Linked DNA regions of Mus musculus: regions 1 and 3 are each linked to region 2. Evidence: chromatin contacts called from public HiChIP or PLAC-seq and promoter capture Hi-C data. All regions are on one chromosome and are shown on one strand. Each heading gives the region's core, a stretch centred on a gene start, on an enhancer-like site or on the middle of the called end of the contact. The rest is flanking DNA. Distances are from core to core; before and after follow the strand shown. Region 1 overlaps Gm13791 (a long non-coding RNA gene). Region 2 holds the start of Tspan18 (tetraspanin 18). Region 3 overlaps Ext2 (exostosin glycosyltransferase 2).

Evidence for each region. Promoter capture Hi-C pulls out the DNA fragments that hold promoters and counts their contacts. HiChIP or PLAC-seq counts read pairs in DNA pulled down with a chosen protein or histone mark.
Region 1: an H3K4me3 HiChIP or PLAC-seq map of craniofacial prominence shows a contact between it and region 2, with 4 times the contacts expected there. The contact joins the enhancer-like site here to the promoter of Tspan18 in region 2. A contact is called at or near these places in 7 of 39 promoter capture datasets (the C10 cell line, cranial neural crest, embryonic stem cells and 4 more), 1 of 15 datasets of contacts at CTCF or cohesin (large pre-B cells), 5 of 484 Hi-C or Micro-C datasets (cerebellum, cerebral cortex, cortical neurons and 2 more), 5 of 115 datasets of contacts at active chromatin or transcription factors (craniofacial prominence, embryonic stem cells, large pre-B cells and 1 more) and 1 of 9 other capture datasets (embryonic stem cells).
Region 3: a promoter capture Hi-C map of hippocampal neurons shows a contact between it and region 2, with 4 times the contacts expected there. The contact joins the enhancer-like site here to the promoter of Tspan18 in region 2. A contact is called at or near these places in 6 of 39 promoter capture datasets (cranial neural crest, hippocampal neurons, liver and 3 more), 1 of 484 Hi-C or Micro-C datasets (embryonic stem cells) and 3 of 115 datasets of contacts at active chromatin or transcription factors (astrocytes, neural tube and stem cell-derived neural progenitor cells).

The regions. Positions count from the first base shown.
Region 1 is chr2:92,881,544-92,886,044 of GRCm38.p6, forward strand. The region is part of intron 2 of Gm13791 (a long non-coding RNA gene); the gene reads right to left. Among named protein-coding and RNA genes, the nearest start is that of Syt13, 31 kb to the right of the region's middle. Within about 2 kb of position 2,633, at least 37 of the 459 cell types and tissues checked have an H3K27ac peak or open chromatin away from gene starts, as enhancers often do. A contact at or near this core is called in craniofacial prominence, where this site is marked.
Region 2 is chr2:93,332,541-93,337,117 of GRCm38.p6, forward strand. Tspan18 (tetraspanin 18) reads right to left here and starts at 1,947. Exons shown (of 10, transcript NM_183180.2): 1 at 1,732-1,947.
Region 3 is chr2:93,783,932-93,788,137 of GRCm38.p6, forward strand. The region is part of intron 7 of Ext2 (exostosin glycosyltransferase 2); the gene reads right to left. Among named protein-coding and RNA genes, the nearest start is that of Ext2, 37 kb to the right of the region's middle. Within about 2 kb of position 1,645, at least 39 of the 459 cell types and tissues checked have an H3K27ac peak or open chromatin away from gene starts, as enhancers often do. A contact at or near this core is called in embryonic stem cells and hippocampal neurons, where this site is marked.

The DNA of each region.
Region 1 (4,501 bases), core at 1,383-3,882, 450 kb before region 2:
GGCATTTCAAACCCAAACCATAATGGGACTGAATGTTTAGGGTTCCTCCCAATCTCCCCAGCAAGCCCAACACATCTGCCGTGATGTCTCCCAGAAACCGCCGTGAATGGGGATTGATGGAAACTATGTCATAGCACACCTGGCTGCCAGGAAGGAGGGGGAGGCACCTGACCTCAGCGCTCCCATGTCTGTGCTGCAGGAAGACGTTTAGAAGAGAGGTGGAAAGATGTGAATGGAGCCATCTGTACATCAGCATTCGATTCTGTAGACAAGCATTTAGATATAGAGGGACTCCAGAGCTGCCTGCTCAAAGAACCTCGGTTAGAAACGAACTCTACTTGTTTAGAGGCTCCCAGATTCATTTCCTTGTTTCTCTGTGCTATAGTGCTAGTTTTTTAACCTAACACAATGCAGAATTATCTGGGAAGAGAGTCTTAGTGAAGGATTGTCTAGATTAGGTTGGTGTGTGTGTGTGTGCATGCACGCACCTGTGCATGTGTGTACATGCATAAATGTTTTTGTGTGTTGTTGTGTTTTATAAAACATACAGTGGTGTGGTGAAATGAAGTGCCTGGGCGGGCCCATGCCAAAGTGTTCCCTCTGAAGAGTCAGACACAGGACAGGCTTAATATAAAAGGGAATTTATATGGGACCTGGGGAAAGGGGGTTGAGGCAGAGAATGGGGGACAGGGAAGGACTGAAAAAGAGAGGAGAGAGAAAGAAGGGAAGAGGCCATCCAGGGACACATAGGGAGAAAGAGAGAGAATAGGTAGAGAGAGAGAATAGGTAGGGGGGCGGGGGAGAAGATGGAGAGAGAAAGAAGCCTGAACAGCCCTTGTATGCCTGGCTCCAAGCTTATATACCTGGCTGTTGCTAGGTAACTGTGGGGCGGAGCCTAGAGGAAATGCTAACATCTGGGAGGGATTGTCTTGATTTCAGGAGTTGGTGTGGGACAGATCCAGCTTACTGTGGGTGGCACCATTCCCTAGGCAGGGGGCCCTAAGTTGTATAAGCATAAGAAGGAGCTGAACATGGACAAGCAGACATGCATCACGCTCTCTCTGCTCTTGACTGTGAAGATGACTCAAGTTCCTGCCTTGACTTCCCTGGTATTATGGTCTACAACTTGGAATTGTGAGCTAAAACTCTACCTCTTCTCCTTTAAGTGGCATTTTAAGGGTACTTTATGACAACAGAAACTAGACCTGAGTACTAAATACCCCGTGTCTGTGGCTGCTGCCTCTTCATGCAAAATGTATTGAAAGCCCAGAAGGGTACCGACCTTTGCTAAGGATTTCCCACAGGTCAGGTGCCTTGCCACATTTAGTCTTGAAACGTCTGTGAGGTGGATGCTTTCTATGCCCAATTCACAGATAAGAACACAGGCTGTGCACAGCCGCCCTAAGACCAGATTCACCCAAGGAGTTTTAAGGTGGTGGCCTCAGGCCCTCCATCACCATTCCTGATATGCGGAACAACTCTGTGACCCACAGCATGTCATGGAAAAGAAAGCATGGTCTTTTGACTGCTGAATATTGTCCTTTCTTTGGCTTTATTCTGCTTCAGTGGGTGGCTTTTTGTGTGTTCTTAACAGAGTACAAAACAGACAAGGGAAAATGATGAGGTGCCATTTATCATCTTGCCCACCAGGGGGCAGCAAGAGGCCACATGAGCAGAGCCTCGACTCGCTGATTCTTAGCTTTGCTGAACAGGATGGAAGTTTGAGAGGAAGAACACCCCTTATTTCCAACATCCTTATTTTTCTAATAAAACAAAACAAAACCAGAATACCACAGGATCAGGTTTCTTCCCTAGAGCCAGTTATAGGGAACCATGAAATCAACAAATGTTAATTAGATATTCGTTAAGCCAATTCCAGCTCAGATGTGGTTGCCCCCAACAGAGCTTGCAGTCTGGTAAAGTGCAGGAACAATGGGAAGTGACTGTGGGGAGGGCTGCGGAGAGGAGAGGGCAGGAAGAAGCTTGAGCACTAGCGATTTCCGCACCCCCTACCCCCACCCCAGCCAGGCCAAAGGATGAAAGGTACCTAGGCTTTCCAGCAGCTGGGACAAGAACTCCAAAAGGAAGAGTGTGAGGGGCTAGATCGAGACTGAGAAAGATGCTTAAGGAGCCAGAGGCAGGGTAACTGCGGTGCCTGGAACGCGGTCTTATACGTCTGAACGGGGACATGATCTCTCAGCATCCTCACCACGAGCCTGAGTTTGTTCACGCCTATTACTACTTAAAGCCCTGGAGGTTAAAACGATTTAGCAAAGGCTATAGGGTCCTGAAAGGCCCTAGTGGGGACTTGAATTTGAGTCTGTCAGCTTGTCCTTACTATCCCAACAAGGGCAGAGCTAAGACTAAAAGCCCAAGATCCTGTGTGAGGGTCACTTCTCACTGGGAGCTTGGCAGAGTTCCTTCCTTGCCTCTTGGCAGCCGGTAGATCCTGTACAGAAATTCCAGTCGCTGCAGGCTCCTCCCCCTCCATCTCCACTCACTGCTGGCTCCTCTCCCTCCTATCTCCAGTCACTGCAGGCTCCTCCCTCTCCATCTCCAGTCACTGCAGGCTCCTCCCCCTCCATCTCCAGTCACTGCTGGCTCCTCTCCCTCCATCTCCAGTCACTGTTGGCTCCTCCCTCTCCATCTCCAGTCACTGCTGGCTCCTCCCTCTCCATCTCCAGTCACTGCAGGCTCCTCTCCCTCCATCTCCAGTCACTGCTGGCTCCTCCCCCTCTATCTCCAGTCACTGCTGGCTCCTCCCTCTCCATCTTCCAGGACCACTTGCCTCTTCTATGGCTTTTGTAAGGATACTTGTCACAGGGTCCACCTAGATAACCCAATGTAATCTGCATGTAAGATGCTTAACTACAGTACAAAGACCCTTTCTCTGAGTGCCACTGTCTCTCATGACCTGGGGTGGGTGTGTTCCCAGGAACCCTCAGATACGAAAATCTGAGACACACAAGCTCCTTGTAAAAGAGCTGCATGTGACCCCCAAACACCCTACCTCCTGCATACTTTAAAACAGATTTGCTATGATCCTTATTGTAATGTTTAATAATGGCAGAATAAAAGCTGCTGCATGCTTGGTTCGCTACAAGCCCAAATCTTTTCTTTCTTTCCTTTTTTCTTTTCTTTTCTTTTTTTTGTTATTTATTTGTTTGTTTGTTTATTTATTTATTTATAATTTTCAGTCTGTTTCTGTTGAGTCTCCAAAATGTCTGGATTATACAGGGAAGAACCTCTGAGGGAAGGGCAGCCCAGGCCCTGGGCTGGAAAGTTCTGGGGTTGGGGCAGGGTACGGACTGCCAATGCTGGCATAACTTGGAGGTCTGGTCTGCTTTCATATGTAAAATATTCACCTCAGTCCCTTGTCCCAGGTCCAAAACCAATGGCAGCCACCATTCATCTCACTGTGACATCAATACGAGCCCATTACCTGGGTAGCACTAGGTCAGGCGCATAGCCATGAGCAGATGCCACCGATCCAGAGGCTGCACCTGAGATCCAGCTTTGGGAACTTCCATGACATGAGAACAAGAACCAGGTAGGAACATTGGTCACCCTTTCTCCACAGGTCCCCACGGTGGGTACCCTGACCTGTTGGGCTGCATTTCCCAGCTTGACCAAACTTGTTCCAGCTTCAAGATGTGCCACATTCTTGCTCTGCCTCAAACAAGTTTTGTACAGAAACCAGAAGCTCCAGTAAAGCCTTGACTCGTTCCATCAAAAGCAGGCTCAGGCTGGCTACTGGTGGAAGGTGCTGGAAACAAGCTGTAAGGGAGCCCACCTGGGAAGAGGAGGCGCCGGCTCCCAGAGGCATCTTGCTGGACCTCAAGCCAAAGCCAGCTTGGCCTCAGCCATGATGTTAGCATCAGATTTCAAAGGCGAGGCAGTTTTTCTGGATGAGCTGGGTATGTACAACGTCCAGGGCACAGATATCTGGTCGGAGGCAGAATAGAAAAGAGAATAGACTGAGCTGAGCGATGAGTGTAAGAAGGCTAAGAAAGTCCAAATGAACAGTGGGGGAAGAGCTGAGAAGGCTCATGGAAGGCAAAGGAGGATGAGGGAACAGAGGGGGCTGTGGGAAACAGAGGCTATGAAGGCAGAGGGAGCCTGAGTAGGCCAAGGGGGACCAAGTGAGATTGAGAAGGCTGAGAGGCCAAGAGTGATGGAGGGCATGAGGGAGGATGAAGAGGCCAAGTGTGATAGATGACAGAGGATGAGGAAGTCAAGGGAGGCTAAGGACACTAAGGGAGAATGAGGGAGGCTGAAAAGAATGAGGGAGAGAGAGGGAAGGAAGAGGGAAAGGGAGAGGAGAGGACTGAGGGAGGTTGAAGGCAGATGAGCTGAGTCAGGAGGCTGATGAAGACAGAGAAGGAGTTGGTGGGACTGGGGAGACTGTGAACAAATTCCTTTGGGAATTTGTTGGGAAATTCCTTTCTTCCTGAAAGGAAACTGAATCTGCACACTGATTGGCAGATTAGAATTTCCATAA
Region 2 (4,577 bases), core at 697-3,196:
AGACAAACCCAGTGACAAGGGTCCCCACCCTTTCCTTTGCCTCTCTGCGTTGGCTCTGCCATTCCAAACAGAAGCCAGGCAGATAGGATGATCTGTCTGATGGAAACTTTGTCCTGGATGGGGGTACTAGCTGTATCCAATAAACACATGTGGTTTCTACCCAGGCTGAAGGCAGGACCCCATCTGTATCTTGGGGACCCATTCCCAACACCTGTGTGTGTGTGTGTGTGTGTGTGTGTGTGTGTGTGTGGTGGGGTATATGGAATAGCTTGGATGGTGAGCACGAATTCCTAGCAAGGGCACATGAAAACTTCAGTCGGTGTGAAGCTACGGTCTCTGTGAGCTTATCTGTACTCTCTTGGGGGAACAGAGAGAAGTTTAGTGAGAAGAGAAGGCACCAATTCCCTCCAAAGTCCCCTCCATAAGAACAGCCTTTCACACAACAAAGATGACCCTTTCCACCCACACAATACAGGAGTCTAAGAGTACAGGAAGGAAGAAAGTGCGTTTTCACCAGCATGTGGGACGTGATCATAGAGATGCATGTGGGACCTCAGGCCCAGGACATGGAGTGCTCTCGGTAATGGGTGAGGAGTGTATCCCTTTTGATGAAACTATAGAAATTCCTATGCCCCCAATCTACCTATGCCCAGAGAGAGGACAAATCCTGCCCACCACGCCCAGAGATCTGACCAGGACCAGGACAAAAGATGCCACTTTTACAAAAATGGCTGGGTTTCAGTAACTTCAAGTAAATCCAACTAATGTTCTATCCTATTGTCTCCATGCAGGCTTGCTGTTCATGTAAACTTTCTTTTGTTTTTCTGGGTGTAAATTGTTCACTCATCCTTGCCAGCAGCCCACCTCATGACACTGATCCGTCTGATCGTTGCACATCAGTCTCACAGTGGGTGCACCTCCGTCCGATTCTCTGGGACAAGGTGGGGAGCTCCTCCAAACAGACCCCACGCGCATTGCCTTGGTCCATCTGCGGTTCCATGAGCTCAGAAACTCAGAGAAGCTCCTAGGCTGGTCTGGGAAGCCGATCTGGCCAGGGAAGGGCGCCCCCTGGCGAGACAACTCTCCCAGCGCAAGCAGGACCCGGAGCCCGCGCGCGCCCACCTCGGCCAGCCACGCTAAGGAACCCACGGCCACCACACCCCACATCCGGCCGCAAGGAGCTCCGGACCCGCCCGGGAACCTCCTAGGTCTCCACATCCACGGAGCTGGACATCTTCCCGCGCAAGGAATGATAACTCGGGTGCGAGAGCAAAATCTAGGAGCGTTCTCCAGGCCCTGCTACCAGGGTCCCACGAAGGCGAAGAGCGCTCGGTGCCCCAGCCCGATCGGCTGTCCGCCGCGCCCAAGCCCGGCTCCGTGTCCCCCGTTGTGACCTGCTTGTGTGCAGGGTCACTTGGGCTCACCCCTTCACTCTCGGTACAGCCCCGGCCAACACACCGGCTCTGGGAGTCCCACCTGCCGCCTTACTGTCGCCTGAGCCCCCGAGATCGCTGGGCGCAGAATGGCTGCACCTGACCTGGGCGAAGTCGCGACCCGAGCATGCTCCGGGTCACTCAGTGCGGCGCTGTCCCCGCCCCCAGGGGAGTCGCTTCAGAACTTGGTGGCCGCTTACCCGAGCGTCCTGGGACCCGCACTGATCTGGGATCTCCCCCGAAGCGCGCGGTATCCCGGGGCCAGTACGCACAGAGGGGCTCAGTGATTGAATCCTACCTGGCAGAGGCTCGGCCGCGGGGTAAAGTTTCCCCAGGCGCAGAGTGCGCTCGCAACTTGCGGGGCACCGGTAGTCCTGCGCCGCGGCGCTGGGCTAGGCGTCAAAGCGACAAGGAGCGGCGACGCCCGCTGGGGGCCAGGGCCGGGCGGCCTGGCGTGGCTGGGCTTCGGAATCGCACAGCGTTGCGTCCGCCTGCAGCTTGCAGCCCCTGAGACGCCGGCGGCAGCTGCAGCGGCTCACCCGCCACCGCCGCCGGCCACACCTCCCGCCACCCTCCGGCCCGCCCTCCCGCTCCCTCCGCCCCAGCCTCCGCCCCTCCGTCTCCTGTCGCCACTACTGCCGCCGCGGTGCTGGCGCGTCTCCGGGGCGGACACGGCTCTCATGGTCCACGGCCGCTCTCTCACCGGGTCCTAGAGCGTGGTTTCTGGAACTGTGCTCTCCCGATGTCCTCTGCACTCCTAGCCTCAATGTCTGAATTTAGGAGATTGCTGGAGAAGGGTGAAGGTAGCACGCTAGACTGGGACATTTATTCCCTGGAAGCTTTCTCGCTGTTATCACACCGTGTGTGGGACTGCAGGGCTGGGGTGTGGGATTCTCCATTGCGATGTCGCGTCTTGGTTTCCCACTTACTGCCAGGGAAGTACCAGATAGAAACCTGTGCAGCAAGCTCTATTAGGGTTCATTGTTGGTGCCTCCCAACCCCATCCGCTGTAAACTATAGCACTGCTAAGGACCAGACCAGTGAGAGGCTCTCACTTCATCCTCTCCTCCACTGGGGTTCACTAAGACAGCTAACCTATGCTATACAGAACCCATATAAAATTCACAAGCAGGCACTCAAGAGCCACAACCTAAGAAAGACTGTCATGAGAAGGCTCAAATCGTTGGCAGCAATTATCAGTGTCTCAGCTTTGAAAAGTCCTGTGAGGCCACACACACACAAATCAAACTACACTCTACAGGAGACCACTTGGCCCACTGATCTCACCCAGGACAGACACTCTTTGACTTCAGTGTGGAACTTGGTGAAGTCAGGATGCTAGACAGAGCTTTGAAGGGTAAACAGAAAACCAGACTTGGTATTTTCAAGCCCACAGTCCAAGAAGTAAAATGTCTAAGGTCTCAGGGCTGTTCCTTTGAACCACTTCACAGAGAGAGGCCAAGAAGGGGATTTGACAGAGGGGCATGCAGTTTCGAGAACAGTGGACCAATGGCGTAGGTGTGGAAGTCTGTCAATATATAGATACCTCTTCAGCTTCCCAAACAGAGTGTGTGTGTGTGGGGGGGGGGGGTGGGGCACGGAACCCTCTGGCTGAGAACCCTCACAGGCCCTTAACTCAAGGCTGCTGCTGTAAAAGACTGCTGCATGGGCCTCCTGGGAACCAAGAGGGGCATCCCAGAAACTTAAGCAGAATCAAGCTGTGAGGGAAAAGGCCCAGGCTTGGCAGACAGGAGGGGCCTTTAAAGATTAAGTTTTGACAAAAGCAGGCACAGTGTAGTTTAGGGGAGACAGCACAAGCTGGGGGCCAGCAAGATGGCTCCCTGCTAACAGGTACTTGCCACCAGCCCTGACTCCTGAATTCCACCCCAGAACCAACTAAGTAGATGGAAAGAAGATTGGGCCGGCTGTACATCTCACGTCCAGTTAGGACAGTGGATCTAACTCCAGGCCTCCGTTTCCTTCTGCCTCCTTGAGAACGTTAGTCTGACTGGGCCCAAGGATGACGGCTGCCTGCTTAAGTGCTTTCTTTAAATCAGCACTTATTTTATATTTTGTTTTACTTAAACGAGTTTGTTTTTAAACAGTGATATGTTCTACCACGGCCATAAATGGAAGAGCAGTGTCGGATTGCTATAAATAGAAGGATATCATAAAACAAATACAGTGCGAATAAAATGGTGTCATTAAACTCCAACAACGGATCTTCAGTCATAATAAAAGAAAGTGTAACAAGATGCCGCTGGCTGCTTTGGCTAAGAAGGGCTGAGCATCGCAGGGCTCACTCCCACTTGGAGTCCAGTGAGCGCCAAAAAGGTCACTAAAGACACATTAGCAACCAGCGTGGGACACCGCACACCAGGAAACATGATACCTGTATAGCAGAGACAGAAAAGTGCCTTTTTTCTCCCCCAAAATGGGGACCCTGGAAGTTTAGTCCCATGAGACATAAGACCACATTTTGATGCTGGGAGAGCTAGTCTCCTATTCATAGAACAATCTTAGTCTTAGTGTTTCCACATGCAAAGTTGAGCAAACAACCTGTAGGGTCCCTTCAACTGTTCTGTCGGGAAACCAAGAAAGTTCCCCAAATGGTGGCTTATCATGAGGTTTCAGGCAGGCAATGAAGTATTCCAAGGGGATGGAGTGGGGAGGGGAGAAAGACAGCCCAGGGGTGAAATGGAAGGGCCAGCTAGCTCTGACCAAGGAGATGCCAGGTTAGCACAGACCCAGAAGCCGCCAGGTTCAGAAGGCCCAGGATTCCTCATTTGCCCACTCCAAAGAAACCCCATGGGGATTCATCGTAGTCCAGCTACTTCATTGTCTTCATGGGGATGCTGAGAAAGATTGGTGGGGTTGACAGATGAGCATGGCAATAACATGGGGCCTCCTGACTCCTGGGTCAAGACCTCCCAACTCCCTGCATAGGGAGGGGTTTGATAGTTAATACCGTCAATTTGACAGAATCTAGACTCATCTAGAAGCTGGATCTCTATTATGTCTTTGAGGGAGTTTCTGAATTGGGTTAATGAAAGTGGGAGATCCTGGGCAGCACCATTGCATTGGCGGGGGTCCCCGACTGAGTAAGAAGAAAGCACCCACATCTCATCTCTCAGAGCCTCGATG
Region 3 (4,206 bases), core at 395-2,894, 450 kb after region 2:
TCTCAAGCAACCTCTTTGGAGAGGAGGCTAGGTGAGGTGATGGGAAGTCAGCCTGAGTGGCTGGGAATGCGACCTGACTTCATCCACAGCCCAGGCCAAATGGCCCTGGGGTCTGAGCGCATTTGTGGCAGAACAGTGTATGCCCTGCCTGCCTTGGCTGTGTAGTCTTTGGAAGATTAGTGCACGTAAAAGCTGACTCTTCCAACAGTCGATCTCCCTCCTGTAGAAAGAATCTGCTTTGTAAACTGGGGTATGCTGGGTAGGGATAATGGGCAGACTGCCAGACAACCTTAGGGACAAGACAGGCCAGCAGCACAAGGGATCCCTGGATAACACAGAGCTGGGTGGCTGAGGAGCTAGACACATGAGGGACTTGCAGAACACTTTCAAACCTGAAAGCCTAAGGGGCTGGAACAACGGCCCAGGCCCAGCAGTTAATTCCCTGCACCCACAAGGTGGCTCACAACTGTCTGTAGCTCCGTTTCTCGGGGACCTGGCATCCTCCTCTAATCTCCATGGGCCAGGCACTGGGGTGGCACACTGACAAAATATGCGAGCAAACACTCCCATGCACAAAATAAAAATAAGTAAATCTAAACAAACGAACAAAAAAGAAATATAGACCAAACAGAAAACACTGTTAAGACAAAAATGAACCAATATATTTTTTAATTATATATGTTTACCAGATTAAACTTTAATTTAAGGATTGAGGTTCCCACTAATAACAGCTTTGGAGAGATGGTATATTCGTTGATACTGAGACCGGGAATGCAGGCCATGAAAAACAAAACAAAGGCACTGTGTCCTGAAGAACTGCACCATCTGTGCAGACCCCTGCAGGGAAGGAAGCCTACAACACTTCTGGCTCTGGCTGCTCTGCTGAGAGTTCTGACCCATCTCAGACTCAAATAATTGGTGTGACACTGCCCTCCCTTCAAGGTTGGGGCATCAAAACAGCAGTGGCTATGGAAACCAAATCCTGGAATTCAATGCATGGAGATTCTGTATAAATGAGGCAAACTAGAGCACCCTCGAGTTGCTCGCCCACACATGAAGCATGTGGGCACAGGCACAGACGGGCACAGCTCTGTCTGGGTGCTGCACCCTTGGGCTTACTTGCTAAGCAGTGGCCTGTCCATCCCCTACTCAGATGCCACCATCCCCAAGGCTCCCCTGCTGCATACAGATGTGGCATATCTCCTAGGCAACCACAAACTACAGTGAGATGCAACAGAGCAGAGACTCGCTGCTTCGGTTTTCCTGAGTGCTGGCGACCTGAGAGAAGACAAGATGGTCAAGCCCTGCCGCCTCGAAGGCCTCTGGTCAGCTGAGTACAAAGGCGAGTTCAAAGGCGAGGCAGGCTCCTGACTTCCACCTCCTAGTGTTGCTAGGGTTAGAGGTCACCGCTTGTGGAGCCACTGAGCAATAAAACAGTATTGGGAACTCTGCTCGACAGATAAATCAGGGGTCCACTTACACCTTTCCCCCTTCACATAAACATTTCTAAGCAGCCAGTCCAGCGTCTCCCCAGCCTTCGGAGACAGGAGACTGCATGCTTTCTCTGGTGACTCCAGGGAGGCTGGGATATGAAAGTGCCATTTGACTGTAGAGAGACACTTAGCTGCAAACTTCCTCCTGCCTTTAACATAACAAAGCTCATCTTTAAGACCTACTGGGAAGGCTGCCTCCCAGCCAACCTGCCTGGCAACTGCTCCTGAGTCTGTTTGAGCTTAGTGTATTCTAGAACTTGAACACCATCTTCCCAACCAGCTCTGTGGGTAAACTGCACCCCAAGATGACTTTTGCCCTTGTAACTAGGCACAAAGCCTTACTATGGCCCATAACCCCCCCCAAAAAAAACAATTAGGGCTTCAATAAATCAATTAACTAGTTAATTAGCACAGGGTACAATAAAGTTCAAGTGAGAGCCAGCTCCCATCCACTAACTGAAGAGATTGCTTTCAACATCTCTCCTGAAGCCACGCAGGTCACAGCTAGACTTCCCAGTGCTGTGTTGTTCACATTGCTCTCGGGGATTTTTCAGAATTATCTGCCGTGGGGCTTCTCTCTGTTATGGTCTTCTTCATAACAATTGGCTTCCTCATAGCTTTGGCTCAGTTAGGGCAGGAGCTCTGTCCGTAGGTATAGCCGCTCCATAGCCCTCTCCTTTATGCCAACAGTAACGGTTCCGATGATAATGACTATACAACACTCAGATCATAGCCTTTCTTTTATATTTATATTCAGTTAGTTTTAATCCACCTCCCCCTCAGTGAGTGCGTGAATGCATGCGTGTGTGTGTGTGTGTGTGTGTGTGTGTGTGTGTGTGATGGGTGCTGTCCCATGTAGCGCAAATGCCTGCACTGTCACTTGAACAAAATGGTCTCTAGAGAACAGCAGTGAGGACTCTGTCCCTTGAGAAGCAAGCAGTTCCTGGCATTGGGGATTTCTCACAGACTTAAATCCCTGGCAGGAAAATTAGTCACTTAAAAGTAGAGGGAGACCCCTGCTGGCGATAACTGTTCCTGCATCTTGTTAAGCTCTTGCTCTAATTCTCTCAGGATAATGTCAGGCCCTGGTGTCAGTTAATGCTGACCTCTCACCTGGCAGGGAGGTAGGAGGCCCAGTGACTGTTTTCTCCACAAAGCACATGCCTAGATTACAAAGGGACCTGAAGCTGCGCTCCTGCTCCTGGGGAGGAGCCACTGAGATGTATGAGCAGCTTTAACACTGCAGTCAAGGTGACGCTCAACTGACAGGTGTACACAGAAGGCAGCCAAGGTGCCGCTCAACTGACAGGTGTACACAGAAGGCAGTCAAGGTGACGCTCAACTGACAGGTGTACACAGAAGGCAGCCAAGGTGACACTCAACTGACAGGTGTACACAGAAGGCAGCCAAGGTGCCGCTCAACTGACAGGTGTACACAGAAGGCAGCCAAGGTGCCGCTCAACTGACAGGTGTACACAGAAGGCAGCCAAGGTGACACTCAACTGACAGGTGTACACAGAAGGAAGCCAGGGTGACGCTCAACTGACAGGTGTACACAGAAGGCAGCCAAGGTGACACTCAACTGACAGGTGTACACAGAAGGAAGCCAGGGTGACGCTCAACTGACAGGTATACACAGAAGGCGAAGGCAGCGTGTGCAGTTACAGAGCAGTGTACACCTTGGTGAGTCTCCCAAAGACCCAAATGTAAAGGCTTGGTCCTCAGATGGTGGCAGTGGAGAGCACTGTGGCCTTTAAGGGGTGAAGTGCAAGGGGTACTCAGAGAGGGCGTGCCCTGAAAGGATGCTGTGGGGCTCAACACCCCCCCCCCATCTTGCTCTCTCATGACCACTTACCCCATCACATGTCCCTACCATTAACATGGGAGACCAAACCAGTGAGCTGACAGACATTAGACGTGAGCCTCCAAACCTTCTTTCTAAGCTCCAGGACATCTTTATAGTGACATGACACTAATACTCTCCAAACTGAGAGGTGACATATTATCAGTGGAACTAGTGGATCTCAACTAAAGCTGACGTTCTCACTAAGGAGAACTTAGGGCAATGACGAGGGATGCTGGAAGCTTTACCGCTTGCAGGAGGGGCAGGAGGCGCAGGTGCGACTGGTGTGTAGCCAGAGCTCAGTTTTGTCAGCCTTTATATGGAACTGGGAAATTAAGCCAAGCTTGTTACCTGGGACCAGTCCAGCTCAGAAATGGGGTTGGGGGAGGGAGGAGACAAAAGAGGCCACTTGGGGAACACGAGCCCTGAGGAAAGGCAGACAGGCTGATGTTACCCTAGAGCACCTGGGACAGTTGGGGAACAGTCCCAGCTAAATGAACTCTGGGAAGCAGGGGAGGGGTGAGAGAGCAGGCAGAGGAGTCCCAGAGCTGATGTGAGGGGAGGGCCCACCAGCAGAAGTCAGGGCCCTTGTGACTTGAGGTACTCAGAGATGACCTCTTAAATATCAGGGCTGGCTGGGAGGGTACTGCTCCTGCCAGAGACAAGCCTTCCACGGAGTTAAATGGCTGTCTAGAACATGCAGGTGACTCAGCTAAGCCTTCATTCCATAGATGATAAAAGGAAAGCTTAGGCCGCTCCGTGCGGGGATGGTCACACAGTTAGCACGATGGAGCCATGGCTCAGCGCAGTGCTCAAACTCAATAACCAAGGAGCAGCGTGCTTTCTGTGCCCTTCCCCTTCCTTCAGGTC